Linked DNA regions of Mus musculus: region 1 is linked to region 2. A link is a contact called in public Micro-C data. All regions are on one chromosome and are shown on one strand. Each heading gives the region's core, a stretch centred on a gene start, on an enhancer-like site or on the middle of the called end of the contact. The rest is flanking DNA. Distances are from core to core; before and after follow the strand shown. Region 1 overlaps Mipol1 (mirror-image polydactyly 1). Region 2 overlaps Mipol1 (mirror-image polydactyly 1).

Region 1 (5,385 bases), core at 135-2,634, 120 kb before region 2:
GGTGGCATGAACCTGGGAGAGCAGGGCCCTAAAAATGAAACAGACTAAAGTCTCGTGCAATAGTCAACTTTATTCAGAGTAACAGACAATTTATACTGAAGAAGAGTCACCTGAGTAAAGTGTACAGTCACGAGGACAAACGGCATATGACAAAAACAATGTGTTTTTCCATAGAGGCATAGAATCAAATAACAATAGCCAGCTGTAATGAATAATCTAAATTCAGTTCTATCCAATATACCTGAGACGTTCAGAAAAGCTCATTCCAAGAAAAATTCTGTGGTTTTGAAAAAAACTGAGGTCACAAAACATTTCTCTTCCTTCCTTCCTTCCTTCCTTCCTTCCTTCCTTCCTTCCTTCCTTCCTTCCTTTCTTTCTTTCTTTCTTTCTTTCTTTCTTTCTTTCTTTCTTTCTTTCTTTCTTTCTTTCTTTCTTTCGAGTTTTCTCACAAGCATTGAGAAAACTCCTCCCAGGACTCCATATTTTTCCTTTTTAAATTATTATTAGAATATTTTCTTCCTTTACATTTCAAATGCTATCCCCTTTCCTAGTTTCCTCGCTGAAAATCCCCTATACCCTTCCCCCTCCCCCTGCTCCCCAACCCACCCACTCCTGCTTCCTGGCCCTGGCACTCCCCTCTACTGGGGCATATGATATTTGCAAGACCAAGGGCCTCTCCTCCCATTGATGACTGACTAGGCCAACCTCTGCTATATATGCAGCTGGAGACATGAGCTGTGGGGGTACTGTGTTCTGACAATGATTATCAGTGAGTGTCTATTAATGAACTTCTTTCTAACCATAGCACCTATCCTTGAGATTAATTTCCTCAAGAAAAGAATAGTGTGTGTGTGTGTGTGTGTGTGTGTGTGTGTGTGTGTGAAGTATCAGCCAGAGCATTGGTTCCTAGGCTGGGAGTGTAGCTTAGTGGTAGAATGAATTCTTAGTATGTAGGTTCCCAACAAAGCCTATTGTCTTCTCTCATGTCAGGAAACATTCCTTCCACTAAGCTCTGTGGTGCCACCTAAGAATATGAACACACAGAGAAAAGTAAAGTCTTACTTAAACTCAAGAAACAAACAGTTCCCCAGATGACAACATATTCTCGTCTACATTTCAGTCACAAACATTTCTCTACATGCAGTACCTTTCTCTTCAGTTAGCCAGTAGAGTTCTGTTTATTTGTTCAGGATCCTGTATGTTTCTGCATTGCATCTAGTGTACACTTCATCACCTGAACACCTGCTGAACTAAAATAGTCTTGCCAGGAAAAAAAAAAGAAAAAAATTGAAATTATGCAATCTGCAATTCAGTCCACGGCAAGCACTAGGGTAGAATTTCTTTTATAGCTTTCAACATCAATTACTGAACAGTCTGCGTAGAAATATTGCCAACTGAAATAGCTCGTGACACAAGGGTAAGCAGGTGAGCACTGCTCTCACCTCAGCTCAGGGCTTTTCAGGCTCTCCCAGTAAGAACACAATCACTGGCATGTAACTCCCCAGAACATTCTCAAAGTCACCAAGGCGTTGAAGGGAAGATCACCCTGACCATGCGAGCTCTAATAAATATGGACTTCGTATTATTCAGACAGCTTTGTGAGTGTGAGTGTGTGTGTGTGTGTATTACAAATAAAACATAAAAGGGCTACTGAAAATTTTTGGTATGTAACTAACCCAAATTATAAAAGCATAAATATAAAGTTATATGGTCAAGTCTACATTAAATATATATCATACTGAACTAGACCACAATTAAGAGTATTAAAGTACTAAGATAACAAAGATTAATTTATAATCCTTTTAATGGCAAAATGGTTTTATTCAGATGTTAAGGTCCAAACCAAAAAAGTTTCTACTCACAATCACTGTAAAGACTAAGCAGAAGTTCTCAAAGGTTTCTGACTTAACATTTAAAGAGCAGGAGGGAGGTTTCTCAAACACAAACACACTACAGGTTTTCTCAAAAACTTCGAGTTGACACAAAGGCATTGAAATAAGGAAGGCAATGTTCTTAGGAGATGACAACTTATAGAGAAGAAAAGAGAGTTGGCTTCAGCTAACTTCATGTTAGTTAACATATAATTTAAAGCAGTGATTTGAAGAGAGATTCAGTTTCTCACTGTGGAAATTGCTTCGGAGTTGTGCATGTGAAGGCAGAAAAGAATTCTCTCTTTCTCCCTGTCTTCTTGTGGATGTTCACACAGCAGCACAGCCCAGGACAAGCCGCTGCTGCAGATTTTAACTGTTGTATGGAACTACTCAAAATGCTTTTGATCCGTTTTATCTTCTAAGTTAGCAAAGAAATGTTGCAATAAGAAACACCAACAAAGATCTGGAAAAGTTAAGCTCTGGATTACCATATTGTGTGCTCCTGGCATTCAATGCTTCATACAAAGGCAGTGGTGTTCAAAGTAAGAAAAGAAATGGGAGGAGGAGAGAAAAAAGGAAGCTGCTCTCAGAAAGCGCAGAGCACCAAGTAAACAATATTCTCGTCCATCACTTCGTTTTCGCAGACTGGATGGTAAAAGAGTTGCAGCAATTAGGCTTTTGTTAATTACCAGCTGTTGAAACAGATGTGTTGACTATCCTTATTAGTTAACAGCTGGGTGAGAAGGACAATTGATGCTCCCTAAAACCAACAGCCAGCTGCTCTGTAGTAATTATCTCCAATTAATAATACAGGTGATAACAGCAAAAAAAGCTCCCAGCCCTCTCCTTCAATAACTTTTTCAGTTCCACTAACTACGGCTTCATCGTTACACAGGGATAGGTACTACAGTTAGTGCAGTAAGAAAGGTCGGCATGTTGAAGTTGCATTAACTCCACGGTAATTTCCATTATGCAGTCTCTGCAGAAGGAGTCAGACAAGTGCTAAAAGCAGAAACAGGCATTCTGTAGGCTTTTATTTATCATATTTCAAATGTCACTGCCAACTTAGTCCTCTGGTACTAACAATAACAGCTAAGCACTGAAGTTCTTTGAAAAGGAGAAGCAGACATAAAATCTATTCTTTTTTATTTCCAGACGTCGTCCCCATCGATGGCTTATATTTAGTTCGCTGAAGCAATATATTTTCTCTTGGTATGCCTAAATATCAGTGTGTTGTTCTCTGGCTTATATTTCCTAGGTGACTGGAGGAAGCAATTTTATCAAACGGAAGATTTTATCTCAGAGCAGTAAACATCACATGTATACAAAGCGATCAGCAAGACAAACAAGCAAGCAAGAAATCAGGAGACACATTCTAGTTTTGTAGCTCTCACCTTAGGACATGTAATACTCAGGTTTCTAATTGTAATATTAAAATAAACATGCCAATGAGTCACATCAAAACCTTGCAATGATTGCTTACTTTAAATCTATCATTTTCTACTTCCTCCATTTTCTATGCTTATATCGAGACCTTACTTACTAGAAGACAATGATGCCAGAAGCAGGCAAACCTTCTCTGTCCTATTGAGGTGTCCACAAGAATTCACAAGCATATCTATTCACTAATTAAAGAACACTTAAAGATACTGCCTTTCTGAAAACAAGGATTAGAGCTGGCTGAATACCCCCTTTCACAACCCTTCCTCGAGGCTCTCTTGGGTCATCACAAGCAGCTTGTTCTTCCAGAATTAAATAGAAAAGCCTGCTGATCACCAGTTCTGAGTGCCTCAGTTAGGCATCAGGACGATTAATAGGGACAGAAACTTTAAATAACATGTAAATAAATCATTCCAGGACAAGTGCTGTAATAAAAACGCAAACAAAGACAAACTTTTTAAAGCAATATTATTTATGTTGCCACTTGGGTTGTATGGATGCTTGCTATAGAAACCTTTACTTAAAAACTCGCACTACATTTTATATAATTGCTTCTAAAGTGAAATTGTAATGCATACATAATTACAAAGTAAGACAGAGGCGGGCATAGAAAAAGTTATGCATTTCTACAAAAGTAACTTTGAAGGAGAATATGTAATAATAAGATTCTGAAATTACATGGAATCACCTGGAAGTGCATAATGAGAAAGCAAAGTACTAATTTTGCTTAAAAATCTCTATTATTCTATGACTTCTCAGTTCTACATAAAGAGCTAATTTCTCAGCACAGTAGCAGGCAGACCAGCTGTTTTCTGCCCACCATTGGACAGCCAGCACTTCCTTCCCATTGGCTACAATACTGCAGCAGAACCCAGGCAACAGAGCGGCCAGCCAAGCCTCTCTGGTTTGCGGAATGAACAGGCTGCAGTAACCACTCAAGAAGCCCTCACTGCAACCATGCCCAGCTCCTGCTAGAGTAGAGGGCAGCCCTCTCCGAGCCTAGGAGAAGGGCAGATAGACGTGAAACCTATTCTGAAGGCACAGTTCCTAAGCTCTCTTCTGTTTAAAATCACCCAGCAAGGACGTGTCCTTTCTTTTCTACGAAATACAAAAATCAATATATACGAAGCAAACATCTGGCTGCAATACAATTCCCCAAAAAGCTTCCTTTAAAAAAAAAAAAAAAATTGGGTCTAACCTCGAACAGGACCCAGGGATTCCTAAGTGCTTCTCATAACTATGTCAATGTATTTCAGCCTAAGAATTTTACTACATGCTTTACTGTGCTGAGAGAACCACCTGCATTTCCTTATCCATAACCTGTATCCCAACAGACCAGCGTGCTCTTCCTACCTGTTCACTGACACACTCCCAAGCGTCTCATTGCTAACTCTTGCACTTCGTTCTAGGCACACCTGCTGTATAAACAGAATTAGTTTTCTCTGTATCTCCCTCCTTCTCTTAACTGGACACCACCTTTCTGCATGAGACAGACATTCTCTAAGTTTACACTTCTTGGGCCTATCTATTCATCTCAGATGGCACAGGTTCCCTCAGCATAGCTGAGAGCAGCATATCTGGGATAGTGATGATAAGAAAACAAGCAGCTCATCGCTTCTTCACGGGGCAGCTTAATACTTCCACTATGGCAGGATCGTTAGCCTCATAAGAAAGCCCCCCAAGATCAAACAGGACCCAGTAGACCTCACACAATCAGGGAAAAATAAGCCCCAATCTGATGCTTCCTCCTCTATTATCCCGATTTTTAAAAGGTGTATTTGTTTTACTTCTATAACAAATACTCCTCCTTTTAGACCACACCACAGGCTGCATGGGGAATTAGCATTGGAACTACAAAGTGATCATTGAACTTTGACTGTCCCCGCCCATCAGCTTGAGTCCTCGTATTTTCAAATACCAACCACATATCTTACTTACACTGTAAAGTTGGCATTTCCTGCACTAAACTCACGTGTCTTCATTAATCAAATCCATGTCTTAATGCCATCACCTTTGTAAATAACATCATTATTTTTCCAATAACTCAGTCTTAAAAACTTGAAGGTACCTTGAA
Region 2 (5,683 bases), core at 2,363-4,862:
TAAAAAGGCATGTCTGCATGGTATAAGTTTTAATTAGGCCACTTTTCTTTTACAAAGGTAAAATAAAATTCAATAAGATAATTATCCAAGAGAATAGGCTTTAACATCTCTGTGTGATAGAACTTTAAGTAATCTAAGATTAATGCTGTGAACTTTAGGATCAAGATAACAAGTGAGAGTTTGCTGCGGAAGCATATCCAACTACCACAACACTGTCTGATCTAAGATGAGAGAATGTGAATAAGAGGCACATCATTATTTATCTTCTTATTTTATTTTGTACCTAAGTTAAGTGGTATGCCTTTCAGCTACTCAAAATAAGAAAGTTTGCTTGTTTACTTTAATAAGAGAAGAAAACATCCACAACAAATTAGTTCCAGTTCACACCAAAAATTCCTATCACAAACTTAAATAAGAAAGTTGACCAATATTAAGTGCAAATAGTCCAGACACAAAACTATTATCTTTACAATGAAGCCATATGCGTATACAATGTATACTACCACTTTAAACAAAACTCCATCAGTCACCTGAATTATAAACTAATCAAAAGCAGCCAAGAGTCTAAAACAATAAAGTAAATCACTAATGGCAGAATAAATAGAAAGTTTTAACTATGAAAATCAAAATCAAACAAAGAAGTCAGAAAACATATTCATAAACCACAGTATTTTTCTACACTTCAAAACAATATGTAGAAACTTACTCAGTGATCATCAGAGTATCCCTTAAATTAGCTTTCAACCTTCTTTTCTTTAATTATATAGTAACGACTTTTATTAGAAGTAAAGTTCCCCAAACCAAGAGAAAAGACTGAAGTCTTTTAGTGAAAATCCTATTTTTACATGATAAAACTGAGATGAAATAAAAATAGATTAATTTAAAACATTTAAAGCTTAAACATTTTAAGCCTTAAACTGTATGTAAGATGTTCAAAATAATTTATTTCCTAAGAATTACAAATGCTCAGAACTTTACTGGAATCCATATTAAATTTCCTATATATTCCTTTCCCCTTCAGCATTTAACAGCCTGCCTCAACATTTAGACTGTTACTGTGTTTCTGTCTGCATACCTATGTCTTCTCTCTGTATCTCTGCCTGTGTCTGTCTGTCTGTCTGTCTGTCTGTCTGTCTGTAAGTCAATCTTTGCCATCTGCACATCTCTGAGCACTGCTCTCTCTGCAGATCTGACTTGTGCCCCTCAAGAGTTGCTCTGGGTGTGCCTTACTGTATGCATGCGTCTGTTTTTCCTTCTGTCTCGGTCTGTTCCCTGTGTTTCTCTTGTTGTGTACCCTTCCCTGTCCCTATGTACACGTTTATCTCCCCATCCCCCAATCTTCCACTCGGGGTATCTTTTGCCTCTTCGAGTTGCTATGCTTTTCTGTGTATATATACACACCTGTGCCTTTCTGTTTTGTGTACTTTCTTCCCTTTCTCAATTTCACTGTATATTGCTGTCTCCTCCACGATGTGTGTCTCTCCTACTCCGGTATCTCTCCTTTTCTTTGAGCCACTTTGTCTTTCTTTCTGTGCACCTCCACGTGTATTCCTCTGTTTTTCTGAGTCTTCCTCAAGTATGTCCCCTCCTCTGTCTTTCCCTTAGTGTGCCTCCACACGTCTCTGTCTCAATCATTGCCCCAGACACCTCCATCCTTTTATGTCTACATATTTCTTTTTCTATGTATCCTTTTTTCTCTCCTCTTCTTGAAGTCTTTTCTTTGTCTTTCTCTTTGTGAGCACATATGATTCCTTTGGGGTATTTGTGTATGTCTCTGTGTCTTTCTGTGCATCTCTTTTGCAATAAATCTCTTTGTGTGGGTCTCCTTTGTGTCTGTGTGTTTGTGTGTGTATATGTGTGTGTGTACATGTATGTGTGCAGGTACATGAGAGTGTGTGTACTTGTTATTTTAGAATAACATATTGGTAGGACAAACGCACTTGGTTCCATGCCTTGAACTGGGCCCACACCAAGTGCTTGATTGTAATACTGAGAATCCCACCTTCTGCCCAGCCCTCCCTCCGTGTGCACTTCTGCTCCTGTTTGCTCTGGCACTGTCTCTGCTTTTGGCTCCAAGACTAAAGCTAAAATAAAGCCATCTCTAGATAAATAAACTTAAGATAATATATCAAAATACTCCTAAATCTTACCTTTATTTAACATATTTACAGGATAAATGGCTTTCTAAAACATCTATGGTAGGAAAATTAACTGTCTTTCAACAGGTGAAATTAAGTCTTTTTCTCAGAAAAATGTTATTTCTTCACAGATATGTTTTCATAAATACAGATTAAGAATGTTTTACACACTCTTCCTTCTTGAGTTATATAATTTATTTGACTTACTTCTCCAACTACAACCTCATGTGTTTAAAAACTTTATTATTTATGCTATAAACTTTATATCTAAAACTTCAAATTTATTGATTTGAATGTACTACACAAGTATTCATATAAATCACTTATGACCTATAATAGAAACTTGAGATTGCAATTCTATATTTTTTAAAATCATATACTTATGAAATCATTGGGATTTTCTTTTGTATTTGTTTAATAAACATGATAAAAATACAGGTTTTGCTTCCTTCCTTCTGATTTTTCTTTTATCATCCTTTCTTTTTAAAGGAGAATGAAATTAGATTTACCTCATAGCTAGAACCCTGTGTTCTTTAAAAAGTACTTAAATAAAGCTGTAGTAAGCTTCTCCTTTTCCAATTTTCTCTAAATATGTTGATCTGGAGTTGGCAATCTTTTTCTAAGTTCCTCATTTACTTTTGGATTAGCTGAAAATATAGGAAGTTATTAATATCAGAGAAATATGTTCTAGTCAATGAAGCTATTTCCCTACATATTGCCCAAAAAGGTTAATAATAATTGCAGTATTTTAATAAGAGATTCATATAGCAAGACATGTAGAAAATACAGTCTTTAATAACCTCTGGAGTATTTTAAAGCATGTCTTACAGGCCTTAATGTGCTTAGTAATATACTATTTAAAACCATAATTTTATCCCTCTGCAATATACAGTCACTCTTCCTCATCATTTACCCAGCTAATGAATGCCAGCAATTAGTAAAATGTAATCCCATTGCACAATCATTTTAATGCTTTTAGCACTCAGAAAAGTAAACACCAAATTAATACTGCTCAAGCCATATCAGATCCTAGTTGGAAGCAGGCAATTATAGTTCAGCTCCTCAGGTGTAATTAAATGATTGGAATGATTTAGTTCCATAAATGCAAGTTAATTCATAAGCAAGCAACAAATATACTGGGAGTAATTACAAGAAACATTGACAGCCTAAGCAGGGCAGGTTTTTTAATAAGCCTGATGTAGTAAAATGCTGCCCTCTCCTGGGCAGATAAGTGAATTTCTCAAGGCCAAAGATTTCCACTTAAAAAAGTAAGTAAATGGCATGTTAATTTTTGACATTGTTTTGTATCTTGCAAGCCCAGTAAATATACTGTAGTAGAGCAATTTATAGTCAATAAAATTAATTCTTTCCCCAGTAAAAACCTTCCAGTCTGAACCTCAAACGTCCTAAGCAATTTCCAAACTAGAAGACAGCATGCTGTATAGCACTGATGGACTGTAAGCGAGCCTTCTGGCACCCACTGGGATGCCCATGCTGGCTGTATATGTCAGGACTAAGCTATGCTTTCACAAGCTGCAAGAGTTGTGTGAAAAATGTAAATTGACTTGGTGTATTACGACTTTAGATCATGGCCTAAAATTGCTTTTGTTCAATAAGATAAATAAATGACTGGCAGAATTGTCATAACAGTAATTTTAAGAATTATGCATACTTGTATGTGCATTGGTACCATGCGTGTGTACATGCCTGTAGAGACCAAAAGAGAGTGTTTGCTGATGCCTTGGGGCTGGAATAGCAGGTAGTTGTTAGCTGCCCAGGCAGGTGTTGGGAACCAAGCTCAGGTCCCCTGGAAGAGCAGCAAGTGCTCTTAACTATGGATCCAGTTAACAAGCATGGGAATAATTTAAAACATAAAAAATAGGAACAGTACAGTAAATGCTGGTCTTATTTAAAGAGTTCCCAACTTTTTACTTCTTACCCTAAAATTAAGGAGGAGCCAACTTAAGATGATGATCCTTAATGTCACACATTTAAGAACCTTCCTTATTATATTTTAAGAATGATACAGTCAATGTCTAAGTTAAGACATCTATTTATAGCACAAGCTCTAACCTGTATCCCTTTGCATTTTCTGCAGGACTGGATGTGTTCTCTAATAAAATTCTGCAGTTACCACAAATGTTTGTCTTCAATAAATGCAAACAGATAATGTTTACCACTACACCGTCATCCTTTGGGAAGGTAAAAACTTCTAAGCCAATGCACTTCTAATTTGCTCTCAAATGCATTAAAATCAAATTCAAAATAATTTCTTATGTAAACTATAAAAATAAATCAAAATATTAGAATGTCCTGCCACTAAGTTTAAAATGTACAGCACATTTTCTTTGACCTTGATGTCAGAATCTTATTTCCCAATTCATATCTTGTACACTGTAAGTTAATTGCTTCTGGAAAGTACTTATTATTCATGTAAAAATTAATGTGCCAATGTGTTTAAATCCTCTTAAATGACCATTCATGCATCTATCTTCTTTAAGTACCAATGAAATCTGTCAAAAGACATCAATGCAAAATGATCTCTAAGAAAGTTTTAATAGAGATTTTTTTTCTGCTAACACGATTTTCATATTCACCAACTTTACTTAAATTCCATTAATTTTTTAAGCTACTTTTAATAAATTCACCAAGTAAAAATTTTAGGCCTCATAGTCTGTCATTTGTGTTCCAGCTGACATTATGAATATTAATAACTGTGTTATCCTGATTAAATAGGCTTCATATGAAATCCCTGTAAACCCTATAGCTCAGACATCTCATTTTTCCAACTCTTTATGAATTTGGATTCAGACATTAAACTGGAAAAATCTTAAAAAGCAGATTTAATGGCACATTTGCATATTCTTAAGCAAAAATTAGATGTTTTAGAGATCCAAACAATTAAGATATCCCTATATACTGTAACAGGAATATATGTCTATGAATGTATAACATATTTTACCCTTCTATCCTTTTGAAGCTTAGGGTTAAGGATAATAAAATACTGATTATTGTCCTTAAAAACTTCCTATTAACAACGTAGTTTCAGAAAAATATAGATTTACATTAAAGATAATTGAATTATTTTAGAGTAGACAATCAGATAAATTCGGTATAATAAAAAATGTTAACTTATAGACAATAAAAGTCAATTGCTTAATTATTAGTAATTTCAATAAGCAAAGTAAAATTAACTTCAACCAAAATTATAAGTTGTACTAGAATTGTTCTTGAAAAACTAACAAAATGAACAGTATAACATTAGCATTTGTTAGTTAAAGTCTCCATCTAAAATTCCTAATCTCAGTTCTCCAAGTTACTTTGAATTCTCCAATGAATGAGTTTTGTTATGAAGAATAAAAGAAAAATAAAAAATTAAGCAAATGGTCCACCCCCTTTTCTCTTTAAATACATGAAAATCTCAGTTGTGACACAATCACCTACACATAAAAATGTAAATTGAAAATATTTAAACAAACATCTCTGTGCTTTCAAATGTGACTACCTGTGTTTACTCAGCATTAAAACACTTCATGAGAGAAAAT

Evidence for each region. Hi-C and Micro-C count contacts between places; a contact is called where the count stands out from the background.
Region 1: a Micro-C map of the AtT-20 cell line shows a contact between it and region 2, with 2.2 times the contacts expected there. The contact joins two enhancer-like sites. A contact is called at or near these places in 1 of 484 Hi-C or Micro-C datasets (the AtT-20 cell line) and 2 of 9 other capture datasets (embryonic trunk and pancreatic islet).

What each region holds. Positions count from the first base shown.
Region 1 is chr12:57,398,555-57,403,939 of GRCm38.p6, reverse strand. The region is part of intron 8 of Mipol1 (mirror-image polydactyly 1); the gene reads right to left. Among named protein-coding and RNA genes, the nearest start is that of Gm16246, 49 kb to the left of the region's middle. Within about 2 kb of position 1,384, at least 8 of the 459 cell types and tissues checked have an H3K27ac peak or open chromatin away from gene starts, as enhancers often do. A contact at or near this core is called in the AtT-20 cell line, where this site is marked.
Region 2 is chr12:57,279,275-57,284,957 of GRCm38.p6, reverse strand. All of the region lies in intron 1 of Mipol1 (mirror-image polydactyly 1), which reads right to left. Among named protein-coding and RNA genes, the nearest start is that of Mipol1, 52 kb to the right of the region's middle. Within about 2 kb of position 3,612, at least 1 of the 459 cell types and tissues checked has an H3K27ac peak or open chromatin away from gene starts, as enhancers often do. A contact at or near this core is called in the AtT-20 cell line, where this site is marked.